Linked DNA regions of Triticum aestivum: region 2 is linked to region 1. A link is a contact called in public Hi-C data. All regions are on one chromosome and are shown on one strand. Each heading gives the region's core, a stretch centred on a gene start, on an enhancer-like site or on the middle of the called end of the contact. The rest is flanking DNA. Distances are from core to core; before and after follow the strand shown.

Region 1 (4,069 bases), core at 1,076-3,575:
GCCTAGACGCATGCAACTCTTTAGGATCAATTCCGTATTCTTTTTATAAAAGAAATACATGCAATTTTATTCATACTGGCAAATCATTTTTTTTTGCCAGGACATACGAGCAATCGTTACATGTAATACAATGCTTTCGATCCAGGGTTCAAGAAAGGTATTGCTAATACTATGAATTATAATGAAATCTCTCGAAGACTTCTTCTCCGTGATCTTGCATGACAAAATAATACCAAGACTTTAGTATAAAGACTGCAAGTGGATCAGAGGAGAGACACTACCACTCGTTTTACGTGACGTATTTGATTACAATAACATTTTTTGAAAGCCCCTTGAGTCGCCTATCAAAAAGATGGTAAATTCCTAGAGATACATACCATCCAACCACATGATCTTCATCATAGTGTCGATAAAGATAACTTCACAAAGAATCAAACCAATAAAAACAACATACAAATATACAACGCTAACATGAACTCATCAAGATCAAATAATCAACTCAATAGGGACACAAACCTCGTTAGCTATATGGTAGCACCAACGAAAAGATCACAGACACACCATGAAACACCACTAGGCGATGAAAAAGTCCACAAAGTTCTGATGATTCGAGGCCTTTCAACACCAAGATGACAGCCGAAGACGAGGAGACCAAAGATATCTCCAGCGGTTGATGTTGTTCCTCATCCCCTAACAGGATGTGGCCTGTCATCGAACATGTGGCCCATTCATCAATGGAGTTCTGTTTGTGAGCCAATTAAAAGAGGACTGGTCAGCCACCCCGTAAACTCTGTATGTCACACCCCATATGTCTAGCATTCGGTGTGTGAGAAATGTCGTCAGAGTTAAGCTATTTGTTGGTTTGATCATGAAAACAGAAATGATGCTCGGAAACAGATCATTTTCCAGCACACAAACTTGCATCAGGAAAAGAAAAAGGAGCCACTTCGTTTTTTCCCTGGGGCCAAAATTCAATTCTTCCAGGGTAGGCTCAAAATTATAGGTGGTCCAAGCTGGGTAGCAGGGCCTCACACACATAGGCCCATATAATCCATTTCCTCGATCACCATGCTAATCGGGGGAGCTCCTATTCAGCGCTATAGGCGCCGGTTCACGCAGCTGGTGCTCGCGCGCGACGTGCAGCGGGCCGGCCCAACAAGCTGTTGAAAGGTAATACGCGAAGGAAAAAAAAACTCCAGGTTTATTCGACTCGACTGGGAATCAAACTCTGGCCGCCAATTTGAATGCCACACACGTTAACCACTAGGACAAGCTCACTTTGTTTAATTATTAGAGGAAACAACGTTATGTGGCCCTTCTTTTTAATAAAATATTAAACATATAGTAGTATTATATACCAGCTATAAATTATTTGAATAAAGAAAACATAAATTTGAAAAAAGCATTCACAAAAACCGTGAATTGAAAGAAATGGAAATTTTGAAAAAGATTTGTGCCAATTGAAAAAAGTCCATTGTTTTGACAAAAAACTCATCGATTTCGAAAAAAATTCATCAAATTTGAATAAAAGTTCACCGAATTAGAAAAAAGGTTCATGAATTTGAATCAAGTTCATCGACTTTGAACAAACGTTCATCAATTTGAATAAAGTTCATCGACTTTGAAAAAAAGTTCACCAATTTGGGAAAAAGTTAACTGATTTTGAAAAAAATTCATCAAATCGGAAAAAAATCAAAGATTTTGAGAAAAAGTTCATAGATTTTGAAAAAAGTTCATCAAACTTTAAACAAAAATCAACAATTTTGAGAAAAAAATCATCAAATTTGAAAAAAGTTAATCGAATATGAAAAAGGTTCATCAAATTTGAAAAACGGTCATCGAAATTTAAAAACAATTCATCAACTTTTAGAAAAAGGTTCATCAATTTCGCAGAAATAGCTCATCGAACCAGGAAGAAGAAAAAAGAAAAAAGGGAAAAAGAAAGAAAAAGCAGAAGTAATAAAAGAATGAGAAAGATGAACAATATCAGACGAGGTTGTGTGGCATGGTGGTTACTCCACTGCGCCTCGAGCTCTCCCCGCACACACTTCTTTTGCGTTTTTGGATACCGAAGAAAAAAACCTACAGATTAACACAGATAAATGGGCCGGCCCAGCTAACGCGGCTGCAGGAGCTGGTTAGGAAAATTTCCCTTAACCGGCGCCTGCAGCGCCGAATAGGGTTTGCCGCTAATCCGATCCCTTCAACCCCTCGAAAGAAAAAATCCGACTCTTCAAAGGTGCTGGCAGCCGCTGACGTCACGCCTGCTTCCGGTAATGATGGCCGCATATAATTTTTTTTCTATGCTGTAGCCTGCAGGGTGGCCCATGCCATGCGCACGCGTCCCCTCCCAGCCGCTCTACCGAGAGACCACCATGATTTGATTCTCTCTCCCCCGACTATGATATCAGCTGTGCGCTCCACACAGCGAAGCCCGGAGGCGAAAAGGGGACCGAGCAAGGCGGCTCCCGGACCGCCCGTCGATCCTCCCCTCTCATTCGGCAGCCCCCCTCGCATCCTCCGAAATCCCCCATTCCCCGGTTCGTTCCTAGGTGAGCTTCTACTTCCACTCCTGCAGATTCGCTGGTTCTGTTTCGTTTCGCGGATGAAAATGTCCATTTTTTCTGGCAAAGAAATGGTTGTCAGGCGCTTGATCTGTGGCTGGTGGGGGAGAGATCCTAGTTCTTTAGATCCGAGGCATTATGGCATCGATTGCTGCCCATGGCTTGTCTGTCCGCCTGTCTCTCGAGGATGGATTCAAACTCAGGCACTGCTTTCCTGTAGTTTAGTATACTAGTGTCGGTGATGTTAATTACGGTTGCTCCGGATTTCCCCCCAGCAAAAGGGTTTCAATTATCATTTCAAGATGCAAGGGGGTTTCACTTGCTGTAACAGTCGACCGCCGAGAACCCTGAGATAATGTGATGTCTGAAAGTACACTAGTAAATTCCTTGTTATTCAGTTGGTAGAACAATGATTGTGGGTCTGACAATAAGATGCAACACTAAGTGGCTATAGTATGATTAGCAGCGTTTTCTGCTTGCGCAAATCTAGCATGATCCGGTAATGTTCTACCTGTTCCCTTGTCAGGTTCTCATGAGCATGGAGGTGCTACATGATACAACAGGGAAGAAGGAAGCGGTTGTGTACTATATGGATGCCCCCTTGCCATATGCAATTGAAGAGAATTTCGGGGGATGCTTCTTTGAAGATGATGTTGATCTTGCACAAGTTCTTCAAGATCAGGTTTCATGCCGTTCCCTGTCCGCATCTTATTTGGCTGTGTCCATCGTGTCCTAGTCTGCGTGTTGTTGTCGTTGCTCCTGTTAGTTTGCATTAGAAACCTCAGTCAGATATTCTATCCTAGACATTTGTCCGTTGGGGAGGGTATGATGCTGCAGTTTTCTGTTGTCTTGTGCATAGTAATCTCAACCAAATGTTTTTCTATCCAAGGGCCAAAGCTGTTCATTTTTTTATGTCAAGCTTGACCAGGTGTAGTAATATGATGTAGACCATTTCTAGCGGATCATATTTGTACTTATGTAGTTATCTTAAATCACACACCATAAAAATGATTCATCTTTCATGACATTTATGATCCAAGGGCCAAAGCTTTTCATGACATTTACACTGCAAAATTACAAACTAATTGTTTGTCGCCAGATCCAAATGGGTTATTGGTTCACCAAATGACCAAATATGTGGAATCTTCATTTAAAGTGTTTAGGCGTAATTGATATGCTTTTCTTGTTTGTAGCACAAACAGCGTAGTACAAAATATGACAGAACATTCTCATTAATTTGCCTATTGTCACCCTCTGTTCAGGAAATAGTGTATCAATTAATCCAAGGAAATGATGGAAGTGGTTTATCCAGGACTCATTCAGATCCTGGTTCTAGTTGTGGCCATCCACAAAAATCGAGTGGGCGAAGATTAACAAGAGGCGCAAATTATGAGTCACAGCTAGCTGTCGATGAAGCTTTAGCTAGAGACTTGCAGGCGATGGAGGACCAAATTGCTAGGGCAACGATAGATGACAAGAAGAGAAAAGAAGGTGATTAGTTATCT
Region 2 (4,288 bases), core at 950-3,449, 180 kb before region 1:
TACCAGGCAGCGTCTGGGTTTTTATTGGAGCAGAACGGCGGGGACTTGATGATTCTGCGGGAGGCCTTGCAGTGGATGTGGTTGGTAGGCTTTTGCCAGATCGCAATGTCGCCAACCTCCTTGATCTTCTTCCAGCACAGGCTCTTAGCGACAGACTCGATGGCTCGCTGCTCTGCGTTGAGGTCCTCCCTGGTCCTCTGCCACCCCTTCCAGTGCTTCTTCCAGTTGATCGGTGGCCCGGACAGGATCCAGTAGCCCCCGGGACGTAGAATGCGATCCACCTCGATCAAGTACAGCCCATCTGCGTGTCCATGTGCACAATTTAATCCGACCGAAAGTTATTCGATGGATGATGGTTTGAGGTGCAATCAGAATGGTACATACCGTAGAGCTGCCAGGGGATGAGGCAGCGGGAGCAATGCGCCATGTCGAAGGCGCGCGCAGGATAGGTGAGCCTGTTGGAGGCGAGGACGCCGATCATCGCCGGCACCCCGCGTTCCAGCGCGAACTGCACCTGCGCCTCGTGCGAGTCCCGCGGAGCGAACGACATGGCCAGGATGTTGCGTGACAACAGATACGCTCCCCAGCTCGCCACCTGCATGCAGAGAGCAGCGCAATGCACCACATTCAGTATCTGAAAACCAAATTCCTATGCCTGAATGGTGCAATCAGCTTATCGGAAAATGACCAGGTCAAAATAGCAACAATTGTTGATGTTCTTCAGAGTACGCAGAGCTGCTACTATGATTCGCAGTGGAACTGTGACAGGGCGATCCAATTCAACATCACTGCACACAGCAGATACGCTACTGGATTCTGAGAACCTGATCCGGCAAAGAACAAACGCAAATGACAGGCTCGGCGTGCAGATTTCTAACTGCTGTGCACGTGGGATACTTTAGAAACGTTACAGAATGTGAAAAGTCCAGTGCTCCTTCCCGGGCCAGACCCGTTTGCGCACAAGGCCCAGACCACGATCATGCTGTCTGGAAACTTCAGACACCCGCAAAGCAAATCCCATTCCGAATTCTCATAATTCTAAAAAAAAGCAAATCCCATTCCGGCATTCCCGAGATCCCCGTCCCCTGTTCCTAAACCTCAATTAACCCCTCACCCAGATTTTTATCATAAGATGCTTCCTTTCGGCATGCGATTATCGTGAGATCAAAGGGCAGGCGATTGGGAACGGAACAGTTAGTTTAATTTAATTACCCCGCAGCCGGTGTCGAGGGCGGTGCGGATGGATCCGTCGTGGAGGGGGATGAGCCTGCCGATGTCGTCGATGTAGGCGCCGGCGCCGTGGGGGAACATGGTGCCGCCGCCGGGGAAGCGGAACTTGTCGCCGTCGACGTGGATCCAGTTCTGCACCGCCTTCTCCACGGTGAGCTCCTTGTGCGGCACGTTGGCGAACCACGCGACGTCGCGGCTGGCGGGCCAGGGGAACGGGGTGCGGTACCCCCTGGGCGCCGGGACGAGGCACCGCAGCCGCTCCCCCTCCGCCGGGCAGTGCCGCTCCCGGTACACGAGCCGGTCGCGCGGGAACCGCAGCGACCGCTCCACGTCCTCGCACGGCGTGTACTCGGAGTGCTTGGCCGGGCACGCCTCGTATGCGCGCGGCGCAGGTGCGGCGTTCACCTCCGTGTCGTCCGCGGCGTGGTGCGCCGCGAAGTCGAGGGGGGCGCCGCCGACGCGGGCGACGGCGGCCGTGGTGGGGGAGACGCAGGCGACGGAGGCGGCGGTGGTGGTGGCGATGGAGACGAGGGAGGGGGACGCGCCGCCGCCGGCCGCGGGGGCGGCGGTGAACCCGCCGTGGTGCCAGACGCCGGCGAGGTAGGACGCGGAGCAGAGCAGCGCGACGGCCAGGAGCTGCGGCAGCGTGGGGCGCCGGGCGGCCGGCGAGAGGTGCAGCTTCGCGCCCACCGCCATGGCCGCCTCCCCTGCGCGCTCTGCTCTCCTCTGCCCTGCCTCCGCTGGACTGGACTGGCTGGGCGTTTCGCTTTCTGCACTGCGCCTCCCCGTGCTGCCTTAAAAGTTCTGGCCTCGGATTGGGGGCGTACGCGTAGGTGGAGGTGGAGGCGGAGGCCGAGGGGCCGTGGAAAGGGAGACGCGTAGGTGCGTTCGGTTTGGCAGGGGAGAGCGGCGGCTCGGGCTCGGGTTAAATTTAGCACGCGGAGGGATCGCGCTCCGAAATCCCCAGCTACAGCTTGCGCCCGGTCCTCGTTTGGTATTTGGCAACTGTACTTGGGCTGGCCTCCGGTCTGCCATTAAAGGCGTCACACGGTATTCGTAGGGTGTGTGACGAGCGTATCTGCGGTCCTCTGCTGCCGCCGCTTGCGGTTTTGGTAAGGAGTTAAACCACTGGAGTAAATGTTCCGCTCAGGCTCCGGTCCTTGCTTGTCAGGGAAAGCGAACAGAGCTGTGCGACGGGGATGCAGTGGAGCGAGTAGTACAATTAGCTCTTGGGCCTAGGCCGAATCGGCACCGTGACGGCCGTTGCAGATTGCGTGCAGTGAGCAAAAGACGATTGGGTAACATGGGCGTCTATGGTTGCCGGCATGCAGCCCATACAGAGTACAACGGTATATAAATAATTTACTCCCTTTATTTTTATTTACTCCGCATATCAGCTTTAAACAAAGTCAAACTTTATAAATTTTAATAAAGTTTATAGAACAAACTATTAACATATGCAATAACAAATCAATACCATTAGATTCATTATTGAATATACTTTCACGTGATATAGATTTGTTATTGTAAATGTTCATATATTTTTCTATAAATTTGGTTAAACTTTATGAAGTTTGACTTCAGTCAAATCTAATATGCAGAGTAAATAAAAACAGAGAGAGTACCACGTGATTTGGGATTTACCTGCTCATATTAATTTGATTGTGTAAAATAAATGTTTATCAGATCTTGCTTGTGATTGTGTAAACAAATGTTTATCAAATCCTGCTTGTGATTGTGTAAACAAATGTTTATCAAATCCTGCCTGTGATTGTGTAAATAAATGTTTGTTTGTATTTTAGAGGCCAGGGGTTTTAATCTCCTTTTCTAAGAAAAATGTTTGGTAAACAAATTATGATGAAATTGATACATAAGTTAAGTAAATTAAGGTGGTTGATTAGCGTACAGGAAAGGTGCGGAAAAAAGGTGAAGGGATGTGGTGGGAAGGGGCAGAATCAGTTGATGAATCAGAAAAGGCAACATTACTCTTTTTAAATTAAGTGGGAATATGCGCTGCATCGAATTTCTGGCCTCTATGATATTATTAGTCATGGGCCTGGCTAAGGAGAACGTCCAAATTGACCTTTTTTCTGAGCCAGGCTCGAGGGGCCACATCGTGCCACGAGGCTGCGTCGAGAGATGCGACTAAGGAGAACGTCCAAATTTACGTTTTTTCTGAGCCAGGCTCGAGGGGCCACAGCGTGCCACGAGGCTGCGTTAGGAGATGCGACGTATCGACCATAACTCCCCACTCCACTCCCCCACCTTCCAAACCCACATCCTCTCATCACCCCTTTTGTTATCCACAACTCCACTTCTACTTCTTGACCTTGCGTTGATTTTTCCCGTGAAGAGGAAAGGGTGATGGAACAAAGTAGAGATAAGTATTTTCCTCAGTTAAGAACCAATGTATCAATCCAGTAGGAGGCACAAGCAAGTCTCTAATCTATGCACCTGCACAAACTAATAAACACTTGCACACAACGCGAAAAAGGGGTTATCAATCCCTTCACGGTCACGAACAAGAGTGAGATCTAAAAGAGGAAGGTATAAAAGATAAATAAAGTGCAAACTAAAGTAAATATAAATAAATTACAGCAAGGTATTATTGGGTTTTTTGTTTAATCTGAAAAATATATGATAGAAAATAGACCCGGGGCCATAGGTTTCACTAGAGGCTTCTCTCTTGAAAGAAAACGTACGGTGGGTAAACAAATTACCGTCGAGCAATTGATAGAAAAGCACATAATTATGACGATATCTAAGGCAATGATCATGAATATAAGCATCACGTCCGTGACAAGTAGACCGACTCCTGCCGGCATCTACTACTATTACTCCACACATCGACCGCTATTCAGCATGCATCTAGAGTATTAAGTTGATAAGAACGGAGTAACGCCTTAAGCAAGATGACATGATGTAGAGGGATAAACTCAAGAAATATGATGAAAACCCCACCTTTTATCCTTGATGGCAACAATACAATACATGCCTCGCTACCCCTACTATGTCACTGGGTGAGGACACCGCAAGATTGAACCCAAAACTAAGCACC

The links. A called contact is a pair of places that touch in the nucleus more often than the background predicts.
Region 2: a contact with region 1 is called in a Hi-C map of leaf, with 4 times the contacts expected there. The contact joins the promoter of LOC123054138 here to the promoter of LOC123054136 in region 1. A contact is called at or near these places in 4 of 5 Hi-C or Micro-C datasets (leaf and root).

Annotation. Positions count from the first base shown.
Region 1 is chr2D:511,880,570-511,884,638 of IWGSC CS RefSeq v2.1, reverse strand. It overlaps LOC123054136 (E3 ubiquitin ligase BIG BROTHER-related), which reads left to right and starts at 2,325. Exons shown (of 8, transcript XM_044477832.1): 1 at 2,325-2,552; 2 at 3,091-3,246; 3 at 3,827-4,055. The coding sequence starts at 3,097.
Region 2 is chr2D:512,064,589-512,068,876 of IWGSC CS RefSeq v2.1, reverse strand. LOC123054138 (probable methyltransferase PMT15) reads right to left here and starts at 2,199. Exons shown (of 6, transcript XM_044477833.1): 1 at 1,213-2,199; 2 at 385-595; 3 at 4-301. The coding sequence starts at 1,926.